2 separate regions of the Anas platyrhynchos genome follow, and region 2 is linked to region 1. Evidence: chromatin contacts called from public Hi-C data. All regions are on one chromosome and are shown on one strand. The core of a region is the stretch at or near the end of the contact, and the rest is flanking DNA. Distances in the headings are between cores, read along the strand shown.

Region 1 (2,948 bases), core at 180-2,679:
GCAGACTTCTCCCCTCCCCGAGCAGCACTCAGCTGGGGCTCTTGAAGGGCTTTGCAGGTCACCAGCAAGTGAGAACAGCCCCAGACTTTGGCCAGCTGAGCACATCATGGCTGGAAGCGTTGCAGAGAGCGTAAGCAGGTTGAAAAAGTGCACAGGGTACTCCAAAGCCAGGAGAATTTCCAATCAGGGTGCAGGTGGCAGGAGCCAGCTCTGCCCCTGTTACTGCCTCCATCCACCATGCCTGCATTGCCCCCAGCCTGCTCCAGCATGGATGTGTCAGCAGAAAAGCCGTTTTCTCCCGTAACCCCCTGGCCCCCATTTCCCACAGCTCTGCAGTTTGCAGAAGTTGGATGGCTGCATTTGACCCACGCAACCTCCTTAGGCTGCCTGCAAAGCCTTTGAGCCGTGGGGTGTTTCCAGCCTGCAGATACACTGAGGCACATCAGGGAAAGCTTCGCAGCCCGCCGTACGTTTATGAATTAAATCCGCTTAATTAAAGGTTTGTTCATGGCTTGGTTGGAAACAGCCCCGCTGGGATGCAAGTTGTCCTCCCGTGTCAAAGGGCTCGGTGTTTTTGCAGGATTTGAGGGGAGAGGGATCGCAGAAACCAAACAGGAACCGGAGGGGTTCGTGCTTTGTTTTCCACTTCTGTAACCTTGCTCCCAATGGATGCTCCAGAGCTCGACCTTTGGCTGGCTTGAAACCGAATTTGCATTGTTTTCCACCCACGGGCAGGTCTGACCTTGGAAGGGAGCTGGCAAACCCCACTCGCTGAATTTATCAAACCCGAAGCAAGCAGCATTGTGTGAGCGATGCTGGGATGGGGGCAGCTCCTGGGACACCTCCAGGGACCCAAGGGGGTGCAGAAATCCTCCCATGGAGCCAGCCTGGAGCTGGGGAACCCCTTGGAGAACCAGCCACCCTCTACCCCTGCAAGATGCCGGGCAAGGTCTCCCCAAAGCATCACAGCACCCCCTAAGCCCCTCTGAGGCTCCTCTCCTGCAGGATCCCAGCGCTTGTTAATGGGATCCAGGCTCCCCCCGCAGCCCCCCCGGCCTCGCCGGCTCTGCTCGGCAGATGCAGCCCATTACGGGGCGGAAAGGGGTGGTGAGGGGGGAGGAAAGCAGCCACCCCTCACCCTCCTGACACGTTAAATCTCCCGGTCAGGTAATAGCCAGCAGGTCACTGAAGGAACAGGCTGTAAAACCAGCCATTGCCCTGCTCGGGGTTATTTGGGAGCTGCTTCTCCTTGTGTAAACAGCCCGAGATGAACAATCTCCGCTGCCTACACCCGGGAATTCTTCTTTTTTAGGGCATGTTTCCATTTCCATCCCTTGACCTTTCAGTCGAGCGAGCTCTGGTGCTCGCAGAAGCGCCTTGGCCCTGGGCAGGGCTCCCAGCACCGCTGCAGTTAAAAGCATCCAACCCTGGGAGAAAAATCCCTCTGCAAGGGCGAGGGAGGCTGGGCCACAGCTCCCGGCTTTGTATAAATCAGGGCAGCTTGAAAAATGTCTGACGAGGCCGTTCGGCGGGGGCACGTCGGGTTTTGGCTAAATAAACATTTCCGTCTCTATGGAGAGTGTCACGCTGCGCCCATAAAACGTCTGGGTGAAGCTCTGCTTTTGTTGGAAAGCTGGGGAGGGGTGCTTGAGCTGGCTTGCTTTGTTATAATAAATCAGTCGTGCCTTTTTTTTTTCTTCCCTCTGAATTGCTCTTCAGGAAAGAAAAGGCCGGAGAGGCCGAGCCTGCAGCTCGCTGCAGTGAGTGGGTTTGTGCCTCAGTTTCCCCATCTCTGGTGGAAGGAGCACTACAACCCCTCCCTGCCCAAGAAGCAGCCAAGATTATTTGTTATCACATTGCATAAAGAAAAAGAGACAGTTTGTGGTTAGTTTGTTGTCCGGAATAGCTCGCAGATCACTTTGGGCATTTTTTGTGCCCAAAGCCAGGTTTCAGCTCTGCAAGCCCCAGGACTGCTGAGCGGGAGCATCCTCAGCACCTCACCAGTGAGGGAAATGCTTTGGGGCAGGGTGTGAGCAGAACACTTCTGCTCCTCCAGCCCCTTCTCTGGTGCTCTGTAGGATGCCCAAAATGCTGACTTCCAGCTCTCTGCAGAGCAAATGCAACAGAAACGCACGGGCAGCCCTGAGCTGAGTGCCACAGGTTGGGGGAAGCAAAGTTGTGGAGAAGTGCTTGGGCTAAGCTCAGCAAATATTTGTCTTCTCCACCTTTCTTACTGCACTGTGACTCTTTCTGTCTCGCTTGCACCAAGGCAGATCAAGGGGAACTTTGATAAAGCTGGCAGGGGTATACTGATGGGAATATGACATGGGATAGATGATTTTTTTTGAGCCCTTTCCAGCCTGGGATATACAAAATGGTCCAAAGGCGCAGGGTCTGGCTTGTCTGGGAAGAAATCACCCCATGCCTTGCCTAAAAGTCCAGCCTTCCCTTCCTGCTGCAGCTACCCTAGTAATATTTCCAGCCTGGGGGGTTCCCGGGAACCCTGAACACATTTGAAATAACAGCAGGTCTTGGTGCCATGCAACATTTTTGTGCTGATATTAATCCACCTAAAGCTGCCTTTAATAAATTGGTAAACCACGACTTGCCTTTGGTCATGTTGCTTCTAGGAAAAAATTTGTGATTAGATTTATGCCCAGAAAATTAGAAAATTCAGTTTACTGTCTTTGTTGGTAGTGTGAGAGGAAGGCATCTTTATGATGATGTGGGGGCCCAGCAGCATTATTCAGTTCCCTGTGTTTAGGAGCAAGCAGCAATCCTCTTGAAAACCCCTTGGTGTTGGTGACCACAAGTGTGGCACAAAGAGCAGAAGGAAGAGGCATCAGCAATTTTGGTCCCAAGCCTGCAGCAGAGACCTCCCCATGCCGAAAACCCCATCAGCTATTGACAAGCCTCTTCTGGAAGGGGGAGGTTTCTCTGTATCACAT
Region 2 (2,948 bases), core at 237-2,736, 84 kb before region 1:
CGCATCCCCCTATTTACCCCATACCCCCCATCTACTCCTCGGCTCCCCCATTCCCCCCCCCCCACCCCCTTATTCCCCTCCACCCCATATCCCCACAAATCCCCCCATAACCTCCCCACCCCCCATATTCCCCCCATTTCCCATTCCCCCTACCACCCTATAACCCCCCAACCCCAATTTTCCCCCAACCCCCCCATTCCCCCAACCCTCCCAATCCCCCCAACTCCCCATATTCCCCTTACCTGCCCATTCTCCCCAACCCCCCATACCCCCCCACCCCCAATTTTTCCCCCAAAGCCCCCATTCCCCCCACCCCTCCCATATTCTCCCTAACCCCACATTTCCCCCCCCACCCCTCATATTCCCCCATACCCTCCCATTTTCCCCCCACCCTCCCATTCCCCCCACTGCCAATTTTCCCCCATATTTCCCCATTCCCCCCACCCGTCCCATATTCCCCCTAACCCCCCATTTCCCCCTCACCCCCTATTTTCCCCCTTACCCCCTATATTCCTTCTCCCCTCCCATTCCCCCCTGCCACCCCATAACCCCCCAACCCCAATTTTCCCCCAACCTCCCCATTCCCCCCAACCCTCCCAATCCCCCCACACCCCCCATTTCCCCCAACTCCCCATATTCCCCCTGCCCCCCTATTCCCCCAACCCCTCCCATATTCCCCCTAACCCCTCATTTCCCCCCCACCCCCCAGATTCCCCCAGAATCCCCCATACCCTCCCATTTTCCCTCCACCCTCCCATTCCCCCCTGCCACCCCATAACCCCCCAACCCCAATTTTCCCCCCAAACCCCCATTCTCCCCAACCCTCCCCATCCTCCCCACACCCCCCATTTCCCCCAACTCCCCATATTCCCCCTACCCCTGATATTCCCCCTAACCCCTCATTTCCCCCCCACCCCCCAGATTCCCCCAGAATCCCCCATACCCTCCCATTTCCCCCCCACCCTCCCATTCCCCCCAACTCCCCCATAACCCCCCCAACCCTCCCAATCCCCCCCACACCCCCCATTCCCCCCAACTCCCCATATTTCCCCTGCCCCCCTTATTCCCCCAACCCCTCCCATATTCCCCCTAACCCCTCATTTCCCCCCACCCCCCAGATTCCCCCAGATTCCCCCATACCCTCCCATTTCCCCCCCACCCTCCCATTCCCCCCTGCCACCCCATAACCCCCCCACCCCCAATTTTCCCCCAACCCCCCCATTCCCCCCAACCCTCCCAATCCCCCCCACACCCCATATTCCCCTTACTCCCCCCATATTCCCCCAACCCCCCCATACCCCCCATACCCCCCCCACCCCCAATTTCCCCCATACCCTCCCACACCCCCCCATACCCCATACCCCCCCCCCTTTAGGGGCGTCCCCCTCCCCTCTCAGCGAGGCGGGGCGGGGCGGGGCAGAGCCGTGCGGGCCGGGGGAGGGCCGAGCCGTGCCGAGCCGTGCCGGGGAGGGTCTGGGGCTGGGGCTGGGGCTGGGGCTGTGCCGGGCGGCTCGGCGGCGGCCCCCCCCCCCTCCCCGCTCGCACACCGCCTCCCGCGGGCGGCGGCGGCAACAAAGGCTCCGTCCCCGCCCCGCCGCCGCCGCCGCTGCCCGAAGATGCCCGCGGAGCCGCCGCCGCCGCCGCCCGCCCGGGGCCCGCGGGGCCTCGCGGTGCCGCTGCTGCTGCTGCTGCTGCTGCTGGGGGGGGGAGCCCGCCCCGCCGCGGTGAGTGTGGGGGGGGGCGAGGGGTCTGGGGGGGGGGGGCGTTTAGGGGGGTAAGGGTGAGGGGAAGGGGACCCCGATGTTGGATGTCGGGGGGTGGGCGCGGGTCTTTGGAGGGTGGGGTTCGGGTTTGGTTTGGTTTGGTTTGGTTTTGGGGGGGTGATGGGGAGTTTTGGGGCAGAGCGAAGCTATAAAAATATCTTCAGCCCCCCCCCACCCCCCCCACCCGCTGCAGCCCCCCTGAAGAGCAGCAGCCCCCCACCCCAACCTCTCCCCACACCCCCTACAACCTCCTCCCCTACAGTCCCCCCCCCCCAAAGGATGCTCCCCCCAACCCCAAGGGATGCCCCCCCCCTCAGAGGGTGCCCCCCTAAGCCGTGTTCCTCCCCCCAGCGTGTGTCCTCCCGGCCCCAAGGGATGCTCCTGTCCCCAAGGGATGTGTCCCCCCCCCCCCCCAAGTGATGCTCGCCCCCAGCCGGGTGCAGGCTGAGGTTTTTGGGGTGCAGGCAGCCGAGGGGGGGGCGCAGGGTGCCAGGGTGCGCGGGGGGGGGCTGCAGGTAGATGCCGTTTGAAGGTCATGGGGAAACACGCCTTGAAGCAGCCCCGATGGGCGGCCGGGGGGAAAATCCCACCTGTGCCCCCTCCCCGCTTCTGGAGGGGGAGAGAAACTTGTGGGGTTTGGCCCCGACCCTGCAAAGATCCAGCCCTGCCCCGGTGCTGCCCCCCCTGTGGGGCTGAGACCCCCCGATCCCAACGTTTCCCATCCCCTCTCTGGTTCCCGGCTCCCCATCCAGGAGGATTTTCCAGCCCCGCTCCCAGGAGAGGGATTTGGGCAGGGGGAAGGGGTCAGGGCTGTGGCACTCCCGTCCCCCGTGCAGCCAGGGGAACCCCAATGCCGGAGCCAGCCTCGAGCAGGTTCCCCGTGCCCTGCACTCCCCGTGCCGTGGTTTGGTTATGGGGACACCTGAGGGACCCGGGTGGCTCTTGGGGTGGCGGCTGTAGGGCGATGCTGTGCGTGCCGGGTCCCAGAACGGGGCTTTCCCTGCGCGCGGAGCGATGGTGGCACCGCACGGCTCCTCGGGGTGTGGGAAGCAGGCAGGGAGGGATGCAGGCTGCCTGCCCTGCCTTTCCCTTCCCTCGTGAAAAAGTCCCAGGGCCTGGCTGCTCGGTGCTGGGCACCCTGCTGGATTTAATGCTGGATTTAATGCCACGGAGCCCGCCCTGCTC

What was found. A called contact is a pair of places that touch in the nucleus more often than the background predicts.
Region 2: a Hi-C map of F5 follicle shows a contact between it and region 1, with 2.3 times the contacts expected there. The contact joins the promoter of SDC3 here to the enhancer-like site in region 1. A contact is called at or near these places in 6 of 8 Hi-C or Micro-C datasets (F1 follicle, F5 follicle, liver and 3 more).

What each region holds. Positions count from the first base shown.
Region 1 is chr24:5,491,687-5,494,634 of IASCAAS_PekinDuck_T2T, reverse strand. No RefSeq gene overlaps it. Among named protein-coding and RNA genes, the nearest start is that of SDC3, 84 kb to the left of the region's middle. Within about 2 kb of position 1,429, at least 4 of the 8 cell types and tissues checked have an H3K27ac peak or open chromatin away from gene starts, as enhancers often do. A contact at or near this core is called in F5 follicle, small yellow follicle and subcutaneous adipose tissue, where this site is marked.
Region 2 is chr24:5,575,983-5,578,930 of IASCAAS_PekinDuck_T2T, reverse strand. It overlaps SDC3 (syndecan 3), which reads left to right and starts at 1,486. Exons shown (of 5, transcript XM_038167345.2): 1 at 1,486-1,724. The coding sequence starts at 1,617.